3 separate regions of the Mus musculus genome follow, and all the other regions are linked to region 2. A link is a contact called in public promoter capture Hi-C data. All regions are on one chromosome and are shown on one strand. The core of a region is the stretch at or near the end of the contact, and the rest is flanking DNA. Distances in the headings are between cores, read along the strand shown.

The links. Capture Hi-C pulls out chosen DNA fragments and counts their contacts.
Region 1: a promoter capture Hi-C map of liver shows a contact between it and region 2. The contact joins two enhancer-like sites. A contact is called at or near these places in 18 of 484 Hi-C or Micro-C datasets (B cells, CD4 T cells, the G1E-ER4 cell line and 15 more), 6 of 115 datasets of contacts at active chromatin or transcription factors (embryonic forebrain, embryonic midbrain, embryonic stem cells and 2 more) and 3 of 9 other capture datasets (adipose tissue, liver and pancreatic islet).
Region 3: a promoter capture Hi-C map of adipose tissue shows a contact between it and region 2. The contact joins two enhancer-like sites. A contact is called at or near these places in 1 of 15 datasets of contacts at CTCF or cohesin (the NIH/3T3 cell line), 2 of 484 Hi-C or Micro-C datasets (bone marrow-derived macrophages and nephron progenitors), 1 of 115 datasets of contacts at active chromatin or transcription factors (embryonic stem cells) and 3 of 9 other capture datasets (adipose tissue, embryonic stem cells and liver).

Annotation. Positions count from the first base shown.
Region 1 is chr4:123,644,854-123,649,605 of GRCm38.p6, reverse strand. The region is part of intron 1 of Macf1 (microtubule-actin crosslinking factor 1); the gene reads left to right. It also overlaps the pseudogene Gm35241. Among named protein-coding and RNA genes, the nearest start is that of Gm12925, 19 kb to the left of the region's middle. Within about 2 kb of position 2,330, at least 6 of the 459 cell types and tissues checked have an H3K27ac peak or open chromatin away from gene starts, as enhancers often do. A contact at or near this core is called in liver, where this site is marked.
Region 2 is chr4:123,526,011-123,530,135 of GRCm38.p6, reverse strand. All of the region lies in intron 5 of Macf1 (microtubule-actin crosslinking factor 1), which reads left to right. Among named protein-coding and RNA genes, the nearest start is that of Gm31156, 24 kb to the left of the region's middle. Within about 2 kb of position 2,350, at least 116 of the 459 cell types and tissues checked have an H3K27ac peak or open chromatin away from gene starts, as enhancers often do. A contact at or near this core is called in adipose tissue and liver, where this site is marked.
Region 3 is chr4:123,435,935-123,440,161 of GRCm38.p6, reverse strand. It overlaps Macf1 (microtubule-actin crosslinking factor 1), which reads left to right. Exons shown (of 98, transcript NM_001199136.1): 54 at 592-721; 55 at 1,496-1,695. It also overlaps the pseudogene Gm12924. Among named protein-coding and RNA genes, the nearest start is that of D830031N03Rik, 26 kb to the right of the region's middle. Within about 2 kb of position 1,526, at least 6 of the 459 cell types and tissues checked have an H3K27ac peak or open chromatin away from gene starts, as enhancers often do. A contact at or near this core is called in adipose tissue, where this site is marked.

The DNA of each region.
Region 1 (4,752 bases), core at 1,081-3,580, 120 kb before region 2:
ATGAGATGCTATAGTACCTTCAACAAATAGGCTGATGATGATTAAAAAAGTTCAATAAAAGCTCCAGAGATTGGGAGGTAAGTAATGATTTGATTATGGTCTTTAAATGTAACAATGTTTTTCTTGCCATTCATTCTTTAATTTTTTTTTTTTTTTTTTGTATTTTGAGACAGGGTTTCTCTGAGTAGCTCCGGCTGTCCTGGAACTTACTCTGTAGACCAGGCTGGCCTGGACTCAGAAATCCGCCTGCCTCCCATGTGCTGGGATTAAAGACGTGCGCCCCCACTGGCCCAGCGGCATTCAACAACTTTCATTGCGACTATTTCCTGTGCTTCTTTCCACCTGTCATCTCCTCAGCTCTACTGTTATACAGCAGTCCAAAGCTGTTACCTCTTACTTGGACTGCTACATAGTTGCTATTAATTGGTCTGACTTAACTATTTCTCAGAAAGCTTTTTTTCACATTCAAATCAGAGAAGTAAACCTCAGAAGTATGAAAGTAGCTATGGTCGGCAGCTCTCCACCCCCAAGAATTGGGAAGGTTGAAGCAGAGGGATTGTATGGAATTTGAGACCAGTCTTACAGTCTTACCTATAGAGTGATGCCTCCATTTTCTTTTTTTTTTTTTTAAAGATTTATTTATTATATGTAAGTACACTGTAGCTGTCCTCAGACACTCCAGAAGAGGGCATCAGATTTCGTTACAGATGGTTGTGAGCTACCATGTGGTTGCTGGGATTTGAACTTGGGACCTTCAGAAGAGCAGTCGGCACTCTTAACCATCGAGCCATCTCACCAGCCCGAGGCCTCCATTTTCTACAACAAAAAATACAAAATTGCTGGGCTTGGTGGTGCACGCCTTTAATCCCAGCACTCTGGAGACAGAGGCAGGTGGATTTCTGAGTTCAGTTTGAGGCCAGCCTGGTCTACAAAGTGAGTTCCAGGACAGCCAGAGCTACCCAGAAAAACCCTGTCTCGAAAAAACAAAACAAAAAACCAAAAACCAAAACAACAACAACAACAACAAAAAAATAATCAGGTAGAATTTTTTTTTTTTTTTTTTTTGGCTTAAAAAGTCCTACCATGGACCCAGAGAGATGGTTTAAGGCCTGCCTAAGATACTGAATGAGTCTACCCTGGGCAACTTTTAGTGAGATCTATCACAAAATTTATAAAGGAGAAGAAATATAAAAGGCTGGGGGTGTAGTTTCATGGCCGAGTGTACGCCTAGGTGTGGGAGGCTCAGGATTCAGTACCCAGTACAAACCAGAAGCAAAAGCTTCCTTAGCAAGTCCCCATTGCCTGTGTGATAATGACTGAATCCACAACAAAGCCTGTGGTAGTTCAGTTCTGCCTCTTGGCCTTTTCCTTGCTCTTTTCTCTTTATCACTGTGAAGCCATGTTCAGCTTCCTTAGCTTGCAGGGGTGGAGAATGTTGCTGTGTTTGCTTTGCTTATATTTTGTTTCTCTCTTGAAATTCTTTTGTACCTGTTAAACTAACCTGTCAGCAGGATGTTAAACACAATTCAAGCTAGGCCTTGGTAGTACAGGCTGAATTCTCAGCTACTGGAGAGAGTTGGGCTAGGAGTAATAACTAGGTCAAGGCCTACCTAGCTAGGCAACTTAATGAAACCTGCTTTGAAATAAAGAACCTAAAAGTTAACTGGTAGGGCACTTGTCTAGCAGACGTGAGACCCTGGGTTCAATGTCCAGTACTGCCGAAGCCATGGGGAAACAGCCCAGTAACCAGGCAATCATTGTTAGGAAATGCTTCTCTCGGTTGTGTATAACTTCATTACTTATGTGCTTGCCTTTTCGCACTAGACTCTCTGTTCCCTAGCTGTGCTTAGCATTGCATTTAGGATGTACAGGTACAGCATACATGCTGATGAATGAACACTGTACACACAGATTCCTCACACAAAGTAAAACCTTGTCTAAAATGAGAGTATACTATAGCTTAATGACTGCGCTTATTCTAAATGCTTGGAACCAGAAGTATTTTGATAGACTTTTAAAAGTAATTTACTTTTGTGTGCACTGGTGTTCTCTGCCTGTATGTATGTCTGTGTGAGGGTATTGGATCCCTGGACTGGAATTACAGACAGTTGTGAGCTGCCATGAGAAGGGAATTGAACCTGGGTCCCTTAGAAGAGCAGCCAGGCTTTTAACTGCTGAGTTATCTCTTTAGCAATCAGTGCCCCTCTGCGTATTTCGAAATTTTTGAGTTTGAAGATTTCTTTTTTTTTTTGATGGTGGAGATTGAAGCCAGGCCCCAGGCATGCAAAGCATGTGCTCTGCCTCTGAACTACACTCTTATCTCTAAAGCAGTTCTAGTGAACCCTGTTTGTGTACTTTCTCACCTGAGGTCAAGTGTAGAATTTTCATTTATGAGATCATGTAGATTTTTAGAGAGTTTTGGCTTTGGCATCATTTTGGACTTAAGTTTTTTGTTTTTGTTTTTGTTTTTCAAGACAGGATTTCTCTGTAGCCTTGGCTGTCCTGGAACTCACTTTGTAGACCAGTCTAGCCTTGAACTCAGAAATCCGATTGCCTCTGCCTCCCAAGTGCTGGGATTAAAGGCATGCGCCACCACGCCAGCTTGGACTTCAGTTTTTAATTAGAGGTGTTCAACCTGTGTTTAGATGATAGAAGACATTTTGTTATCCTAAGGACAATGACATGAGATCTTGAGGATTGTGTATTATTTTTGTACTTTAAAGTTTCAATTCAGGGTCTAGCCTTGGCAATTCCAGTACTTTGGAGGCAGAGGTGGGAAGATTGCCACAAATTTGAACCCAGGTTGGTTTACTTTTCAGTAACCCTATAGTTTACTATAGGTTAAAACTGTGGAGTTCCAGGCCAGTTAGGATTACAGCGAGACCTAGCATCAAAACACAATAAATGGATAGATGGATGGAGAGACAGACAATTCAAAATTTTCAGTTTGGGAATAACAAAACAAAATTAGCTTTAGAGGGGCTGGAGAGATGGCTCAGTGATTAAGAGCACTGACTGCTCTTCCAGAGGTCCTGAGTTCAAATCCCAGCAACCAAACGATGGCTCACAACCATCTGTAATGAGCTCTGATGTCCTCTTCTGGTATGTCTGAAGACAGCTACAGTGTACTTATATATAATAAATAAATATTTTTTAAAAAGTTAGCTTTAGAAACACAGCCATGGCTAGTCTAGTGGGTATTTGTAGAGGCATCTCTGGATCCTGAAGGCTGACAGCTTCCTAATAAATCCCAAGGCTTGATCTTCTTTTAGTTTGTTGCTTAAGAAAACATCAAATGTCACATTTTTTCTTCAATGTGAATTACTTCATACAGTATTGTCAAGAAAAGGACCAGAAGAATTTTTTTAAAGATTTATTTTATTTATATGAATACATGGTAGCTGTCTTCAGACACACCAGAAGAGGGCGTTAGATCTCATTACAGATGATTGTGAGCCACCATGTGGTTGCTGGGAATTGAACTCAGGACCTCTGGAAGAACAGTCAGTGCTCTTAACCACTGAGCCACTAGAAGGATTTTTTGATGACAAAGATTTGTGTGTGTGTGTGTGTGTGTGTGTGTGAGAGAGAGAGAGAGAGAGAGAGAGAGAGAGAGAGAGAGAGAGAGAGAGAGAGAGAGAGAGAGAGGTGGGGGGTGTCAAATCTGGAGCTTCATGGACCTACTAGCAGCAAAGGAACAAAAGTAATGAAGGCCCACACAAGCTTTGATATGTCCCACTGAAGGGAAAAAACATGCTTCTAACTCTAGAGCAGGAGGCCAGACAGAGATTGCCAATGCCTTGTTCAGAGCACTTAGAAAAGGTTGTTGCTTCCATGGATGCTTTGGGTAAAGCTGCCCAGGGGAGGGAAGATGCTTATGCCATCTTTAGACTGGTTAAGACAGTGAGACCTGGTGCTTAGAAAAGGGGCATTTGTTGAATGACTCATCTGGCACAAATTCAAGCTGTGGCCTCTAACTTGGGACCTAAATAAAAGATATAACAGGAAAGGATTCTTTGTGATGCCTTATGTGGATTGTTTTGTCAGACTAAGAGTTGAGCAACAAGCCCACATTGAAGCAAGAAAGAAAGGTTTACAGAAGTCCAGAGGTCAGGCATTGTCCTAGATGCTGTCCAGGAGTATGGTTTCGTTGTTCTTGCAGCACAGTCTGAGTTCTCGAATCTGGTGAGCAGTTTAGAAAGGAATGTTCCAGCCAGGTGTGGTGGCACAGGCTTCTAATTCCAGCACTTGTGAGGCAGAGGCAGGTGGGTCTCTTGAGTTCAAGGTTAGCTTGGTCTTCAGAGCAAATTGTCCTAGGACAGCCAGGTTTACACAGAGAAACGGTGTATGGTGATGGGGTGGGGTGGGGTGTTCTTGTTAAAAAATAAGTAAAATAAACCCAAAATTAACCATTCTCCCTAAAAAAAAAAAAAGCAAAGATATTTGTTCACTAGCTCTAATTATCCTTTAGCTCTTAGAAGAGTACCTGTCTGGTATGACAGATGTAAATTCTCACCCTTTTTACTGATAAGAGACTGGTAAGAACCTAGTAACTAGTTCAAGGTCAGGTGGCCATTAGTATTAAAACCAACTCTCTTCCCTTGTTGAGGCAGTTTACCTATGTAGCCCAGCCTGGTCCTCCAGCCCTAGCCTTTCTAAGAGTCTGGGATCACAGATCTGTGATATCACACTGAGTTGTTGTTGTTTTGGAGCTGGAGAGAGCTCAGTAGTTAAGAGCACTAGCTGCTCTTG
Region 2 (4,125 bases), core at 1,101-3,600:
TTTCCTTAGAATACAATCAAGGAAAAGAGGTGTACTGAGATCCCTGTGGGAGCTAGGGATGGCTCCTAATGTTTAGCCCCAGGCATAAATGGGAATAAAAGAGATTTACTATAGATCAGGCACTGAGCCAAGTGCTTTACAGACATTATATCATTAGCCTTGTCTTTCAACCCCATTATGTGGGTGGTAGTGTCCATATCTTATAGGTAAGAAATCTGAATCACTCAGTAAATTAGTTAAGCCACTTAGCAATTTGAACCTAGTTCCACCCTTCTCAAATTTCTGTTCCTGTCTTGACCAGTTTTTCTCTGTAGTAGAAAATGACGCAACTGACATATAGACATTTAGAAAAGAGTAGACTCACAGAAGTAAAAATAGAATAAGCTTAGTTCTATAAGCTTCCTAGAGAAACCCACTGCAGTAATAGTTCTACTATTAAGCAGCTATCTCTTTTTGTCCCAGGTTGATCTATTTGGGGGATTTTTTTTTATTAGGTTATATTTCATTAATGGAAGTCAAATGTGTACCTTGCTGCATGAAGCTTAATAGTACCCTTATTTCTGCTTTCTTCATTGTATTTGTGAAGGTTTGGTGGCCGCACGAACAATTTGGTTGTAATGTCATGATTTTTTGCTGGTGAACTGATCTGAGTTTCCCTTGCTCTGACTTGCTGTGTGCTGTGATGTCCATAAGATGGCGCTGCAGTTTTGCTGGCCCTTTAGTGCCAGACTAAGGGAAGAAGCACCCACTGTAGCTACACAAGAGCCGGCCGGCCGGGGCTTTAGGGTCTCTAGTTGCTTTCCTTCTGGGAAGACTCTTCAGGAAAGGTGATAGGGCTGTGCTGGTATATGTTTTTTGAGCTTACATAGCCAGGACAACATAGCAAAATCCCATTACATTCATGTACATACATACATACACAGTGTGTATGTGGCTTAGTGGTGGTGCATATGCCTCTAGCATGTACAAGGCCCTCTATTTGATTCCTGGCACTGCAGGAACATGAAAGATAAACTGCTACAACAGAGAAGAAACATGCATACCTCTTTTCTCCCACTCCATTCAGAGAGCCTTCGATTGCATGTGTTAGGCAGTGTGCTGGAAACCTGGTGGAGGAATTCTGCTGGCTGGCAGCGCAGGGTGTGGTCTATGAGCCTTACTTACATCAGTCTGAGTGAAAATCACCTGGGTTTCAGTCCCTCAGCTGCTCTCCCCAGTCAGCAGCAAGTGTTATTTCTTCGTTGCTTGGCTACAGAGTCTAGCTGCTAGTTTAGAACTATGGGAATATCTTCTTGTTTTATGGCAGTGGAGAGCAGATTTTTCTCCCTCTAGTAATTAATGGAGCTGAAATGAAAAGTCTCTCTTTTATTCTATGGGTATTTTCGAGACAGGGTTTCACTCAGTAGTCCAGGCTAGCTTCAGACTTGCTTTGAAATTCTTCCTTTTTAGCCTCCCAGTAGCTGAGATTACACACATCAACCATTTTGTCGTGTTAACATGAAGTCTAAATGGCTTGTGTCTTCCCCGTCCTCAGTTATTTCAACTTGGACAAGTTAATCAGCTTTCTTAAATCTGAGTTTTCTTTACTTAAAAATTGGGCCACACATGGCTGCTGTGAGAATATAACAGAATAATATATATTATCCTGTTACATTATATATATGTTATATATGTGTGTATCTTCACATAGAACTTGTTATATAGCAAGTACTCAAAATACGATAGCTAACTGTGGCAAAGGCAGTACTGATGATTACTATTGAACACTTATGTCAAATACTGTTGTCTGACTTTTATATTGTATTGACAAGTGATCACCTGTCCCTGAGGCTTAACATACTATACTCAAAATCAATTTCCAGGTTTTTCATCAGTGTGTCTGGCCATCCGAATTAGTGGATGTTACTCTTTGGAGCTGGCCATATATGCCACAGGAGGCTGGATTGTTCATACCCCTGTTTCTTTTCTTAATGGAAGGAGTGGGCTCTAATCTTTCTTAGGTTAAAATTTGATTATGTATATCTTGCTTGCTCTTTTCCTTTGGGCGTCTTGGAGCAGTGATTAAAACATATTTCATTTCATAGGTTGGGAGCTTTCATTGCGGCTTCTCTGGTCTTGTCTACCTGGCCCTTCCCTTCCCTTGCTAGTTAGTACCCACTGAGCTGGTTTGCTCTCCCCACCCCCTCTTTGATATTGTTCTCCTCCTCCTCTCTCCGGCTACCTCTCTCTCTTCCTTTCCCCTCCCCTTTCCATTTACTCTTACGTTCTCCCCTCCTCCTCCCTCTCCCTGGTTTCTAGCTCCTTTTTGCGTTCTGTTTGTGTTACTGAGGGCAGTGCTCCAATTACCTCATATTTGGAGAGAGGAAGCGGCAGCCAATCCGGTTTCTGTCTGCTTTTAGGTCAAGTGATTTCTGAACTGCAGTGAGATGCTTTGAAATTTGTCTTGTTGCAGCTCTGAGCCTGTAAGATGGCTGTCTGAATCGAGCGGCTGGAAGAGACAGAGAGAGGCGGGGAGGGAGGGAGAAAGGATTGGAGGGATTGCCGGCATAGTGCATGTTTTTTGGTTTTTGGTTCTTTTGAATGTGCATCGAGTCCGATGAAGCCGACATTGGAATGCCTCTGGGATCCGAGGACTGATTCAACTGCTTTATTTTCTGAGATTGAGAGAGGAAAGAAATGGGAAATTCACTGGGCTGTGTTAAGGAGCCGAAAGAGTCCATAGCTGTTCCTGAGAAGGCTCCCATATCTCCTAAGAAGAGGGTTCGGTTCAAAAGGAAGTGGAGAGGGAAGAAAATCCTTACTCCAGAAGCATCTCACAGGGAGGAAGCTTTGGAAGGCACTGGAGTCATTGAAGAGACTGAAACCCTAACGAAGTTAACAGCGAGGCTCCCAAAGGAGCCCGGAGTGGGAGGGGCAGAGCACCCCCCATCAGACATTTTCCTGCCCGGAGACTCAGCTCCCAACTCAGGGGTGGGCGATCAAGGGATGATTGTGCAGGTAAAGGAGAGCTTCCAAGCAGAGATCCAGACTGCTCACCTTTTGTTGGAGAATGAGTCATCAGTTGTTGGAGGGGCCTGGGATTCCCTGGAAGAGGGTATGACAGTCATTGCTCACCTGCTTGATAACCCAGCAGAAAGGAACTGTGAGAAGTCTGTGAGCCAACTGGTGGAATTTCCGAGGACAGCATCCTGCAGCAGCAGGGCTGTGCTGTTGCCTTTGCAGGGAGAGACTGCAGTGGAGCAGGGAGGCACTCTGCTCAGACATCGACATCGGAGCAGCACTTTGCCTCGGACGGATTACCCCTCTGAAACAGTAGATCAAGACCAACCTTCAGAGGGCTGGAGTGTGGGGGGAAGAACCAAGAGTGTTCCAAGTGCCCCTCCCACAGGTTCTTGGATTGCTAAGTGTTCTGTTGCTTCATCAATACCAAAACAGTCAGGAGACCCTATTCACACAGAGCCTACCCATGTAGGTCTCGTGTCCTGCAAGGGTCCCATAATGCCTGCTTCTCAGAGTGATTTATCTGTCAGTGGCATCACTGTGAGCATTTTGCCATCCTCCTCTGGCTATGGCAGCGATGGGCTGCGCCTGCATGGGATCCGGCCTGAAGATACAGAACCTGAAAAGACCTCCACACCCTTCTCAGAAGAGGATGGTACCCTGTCTTTGGAGGCAAGCCATACTGATCGTGGGGTCTGGAGGAGGTGGATGGTGTATTTGGGGTAATCAAACTGTCTTTTTGGATTTCCTTCCGCTCAGGCATATCGAAGTGGAGTGTGGTAAGCAGTAAGGATCTTGGAGTATTTCAAACTTACCCCTATATGGGGAGTGTGAGTTAGTGATGGCTAGGGGTTGGCAAGCATAATCTATTTCAAGTCTGTCTCTTGATGCTTAAAACCAAGTCTTGTTGGCTCTGGGGAAATCTCAGGTTTTGAGTGTCCATGTAGCATAATTGCTGAGGTTATCTGGTAGGATTGTCTTTCAAGGTGCAGTTCTGGGCATTCCTCATACTCAGTCAGGGCTGTTGGCTTGTTTGCCCCCTTCAAGAAGTTGTTATGTAGCACAAAGGGTAAAGGGAAGCCTAGCTTAATTTCTAACATTAACATGGGAGTGTGAGGGATCTTG
Region 3 (4,227 bases), core at 277-2,776, 89 kb after region 2:
TGAGTTGGAAATGTATGGTGCAGGAGAGAAGCCTTAACAGTTAAGAGCACTTGATGTTCATGCAGAAGACCAAGGTTCAGTTACCCATGCCATCTAGAATACTGGCTCCATGGGATCCAACGCCCTCAGAAGGCTTCCTCCAGCACCAGGCACTCATGTGGTGCACACAAAAACAGCAGACACTCATAAAAATTTTAGTGTTAAAAGTTAAATGTAGACTAGATAAATTGTCAGAAAATATAAGAACATAGAAATTTTCTTCTCTGAAATTTTCATCAAATTTTTTAATGTCCCAGTTGATCATGGCATGTCAGCTCTCCAACTTCCAAAATGCTGCCATCATCTTATCTTGGCTCTTCTGATTAGTAAGAGGTGATGGTCTCTACTCAGTTGGGATTCACTGATGTGCTGTACTCAAAAGAGCTCAGATCCCACCATTTTCATTTTAAAGTCAATTCTAAAGCAAAGAACTTAAATGCATTAAGTTTGTGGAACAAGCCGTGGAGCATCTGAGATCTCCTGCTCAGTCAGTCTCACAAACTTCTACCACATACAGCTGTGACATGGCATGCATGTTGTACTTTCCCCTAGGCTTTTCTGGCTGAATTGGAACAGAATTCCCCTAAAATTCAGAAAGTAAAGGAAGCCCTGGCTGGATTACTGAAGACCTATCCCAACTCACAAGAAGCAGAAAACTGGAAGAAAATGCAAGAGGACCTCAGTAAGTCATCACAGAGATGTTTTATTCTTAAAAGATCCAGTTTCAGGGCCAGAAAGATGGCTCAGCAGTTAAGATCACTGGCTGCTATCCAAGAGAACCTGAGTTCTAATTCCCAGCACCCACATGGTGGCTCACAACTGTCTGTATCTACAGTTCTAGGGTATAAGACACACATGCAGGCAAAACAGCAATGCACATACAATTAAAATACATAAATTAGGTTTTTTTAAAAAATCTTATCTCCAAAGCAAATTGGAAATGTTAGTACACCCTAAAAAGCTGGAATTATTTTCAATTAACTTTTTTAAGGAAGCAAAAGGCCTGTCTGTCTAGGACCAGATAATGACCTGAACAGGGGAGATTTTAGAAATTCAAGTCAAGAGCAATCTGGCTTTCTAGGACAAGTCAAACTGATAGTCTACTCTGATCAGAAGCTAACGGAGTATTGGGGATAAAAATGAAAGTGGGAAGTAATGACCCATTCCTTGAATCCCAGCACTCAGGAGGGAGTAGTGGGTGGATCTCTGTGAGTGCAAGGCAAAAGGGGTGTGGGGGAGGAGGGGAGCTTCCACAGTTTCATCACCTGCAGCTTCTTGTCACTACCAGTCTAATGAACATATAGAACTATTTGTATTACTTTAGTTTTTAAATGTTTTTAAGTTATTTTTAATTTTTAAAAATGTTAAATAATGGCTCATGTGTCGTTTCCTGTAGAATATAAGGAGTACAGCTTAGGGACCAAGCCAAATGCATTCTCTCATTTCCTCTCAACAGATTCCCGATGGGAAAAGGCCACCGAGGTTACTGTGGCTCGCCAAAAGCAGCTAGAGGAATCTGCAAGCCACCTGGCCTGCTTCCAGGCTGCAGAGTCCCAACTCCGCCCCTGGCTGATGGAGAAGGAGCTGATGATGGGAGTTCTTGGTCCCTTGTCTATTGACCCCAACATGTTGAATGCCCAGAAGCAGCAGGTCCAGGTGAGCAAAGTTGATTAATGCCTGAGCAAAGTAATCTGGGTTTCAATGCTACTCTCAGCATGTAGATTTGATTATTTCACTTTTCTCAGTTTAATAAGATTGTATTTGTGAGATTTTATCAAGATGTTCATCAAGTAATAAACAGAACAGAACTCTTAATAATATCATTAACAGGCAGTAAGCTCAATGAATTTAAAAATGGGGGACGTTTCCTGAGTAAATTAAATTCATACCTTACTTTTAATTCTCAGTAGTACGTGTGCACATTACTTAATATATTTGTATCTGTCTGCAGCTGATTAAGCAGAGAAGTCATTTCCTGTGCAAGCTTGCCTAGAGCCTTTGCTCTGCTCTGCCCCTTTCTCTATACCTGTTACTTGCTCCCTTCTGCCTTGTTCTCCAAGATCAGGTCTAAGAACAGTATTTGAAGGAGCTTTTTCTTTCAGCCTTACATGTGTCCTAATCTACCTACAAATACTGCTCTAATCCATTGTTTGTCCATGTTTGTTTGTTTAATTTTGTCTTATGTGTAAGGATGTTTTGGTACGTTCCTGTCTGTCCATATGTGTGCCTAGTGTCTGTGGAGTCCCTAAGAGGACATCAGATTCCCTGAAACTGTAGTTACAGGTTGTAAGCCACCATGTGGCTTCTGGGAAATGAACTCAGGACCTCTGGCAAAACAATCAGTGCTCTTAACCATTGAACCATCTCTCTAGACCCTTGGTTGTTTTGTTTGTTTGGTTGGTTGGTTTTTGTTTTTCTCTTAAAAATTACTGAGAATCTTAACCACTTCGGGCCCCCAAATTATTGAGAATCTTACAGAGCTGTCTTGTATTTATTTATTGATATTTACTGATATTCTATCAAGTCAGTAATTTTAATATATATTCATTATTTAATTTTTAAATAATGCTAAAACCACCACTTTAAGTACCAGATTCAATCTGTAATCATTGGGTAGATTCTGTAAAACCACAGCAGACGTCCATTAGGGAATAAGAACTTGTTTTGGGGGTGGAGAGATGGCTCAGTGGTTAAAAGCACTGACTGCTCTTTCAGAGGTCCTGAGTTCAATTCCCAGCAACCACATGGTGGCTCACAACCATCTGTAATGAGATCTGATGTGTCTGAAGAGAGCAATGGTGTACTTATATACAATAAATAAATAAATAAATAAATAAATAAATAAATAAGTAAATAAATCATTTTAAATTAAAGACATTAAAAAAAAAGAACTTATTTTGTTGAGACAGGGTCTCACTCTGTAGCATAGGTTGACCTTGAGTTTACTATGTTGCCCAAGCAGGCCTCAGGCTTGCAGGTAATCCTCCTCCTTAAGCTTCCTGAACGATAGACTGACTATAAGAATGTATTGCAATGTCATGCCCGAATATGAAAACAAGTACTTTAAAAGACAAAACCATCCTACTATTATGAAAATAGTGATTCCCTGGACTCTGAAAGGGCCTAGGCACTCTAACATATTTGTGAACCATCCTTTGAGAACTTCTCCATTCTCTGTGAAAATTTAATCTGTAGACTATGACCTGAGAACAGCCTCCCAATTGCTGACACAATTACATACAGTTTCCATACCTGTGTATATTCAAAAGCTCAGTGTCTCTTGGCGACCTGTTAAACAGTCTAAGCTTTTGTTCAGTGTTGTGTGTCAGGTCTTTTACAGTCTGGCCCTAGCATGTTTTGCCAGCTTCATTTATTAGGCACCTTTGCTAATCCTAGGCCCTCCATGAGGCACCCTTCACTAGTCCTGCTCCCTGCTCTGTTTGGAGTAGTCCTAGTCATTCTTTTTTAAGTGAAGCAGGGACATGTGTGCCACCACACACATGTGGAGGTCAGAGGACACCTTCAGAAGTTGGTTCTTGGGGGCTGGAGAGATGGCTCAGCAGTTAAAAGCACTGACTGCTCTTCCATAGGTCCTGAGTTCAGATCCCAGCAACCACATGGTGGCTCACAACCATCTGTAATGGGATCTGACACCCTCTTCTGGGGTGTCTGAAAACAGCTACAGTGTACTCACATGTAATAATAAATCTTTTTTTTAATTCATTTACATTTTATTTGGAAGTTAATATAAAGAAGCGCTTACACATAAACAAGAAAATGATTAAAGATGTTTAAAAACAAAGCAGTTCTACTTTGACTCTAAAGGTATACCTCCTAGTTAACTTTGTTTACAAATGTACCAGCAAGTGAAAAATATGCATGCTTCAATAGTCTGAAGATGGGAAAGTAGAAGAATACTTCAGAGTATGCTTCATGATGTCTTTTTTAAATACAGACATTTCTTTTCTCAGTTCACCATCTACATCAAAAAGCATATTGTAGTTGTTGGTCTCCAAGTTCATTAAACCCTCCATGGACTTCTCATGCATATCTTTAATTGCTTTCAGGGTCCGGCTCTGACTACATTTGGACAGTTTTAATGCTTGTTGTTCTTTTTGATAATTGTTCACTGATTTTCTTGTTCTTCATTGAATTTCTGGACATCCATATCCAACTTCTGAAATGTAA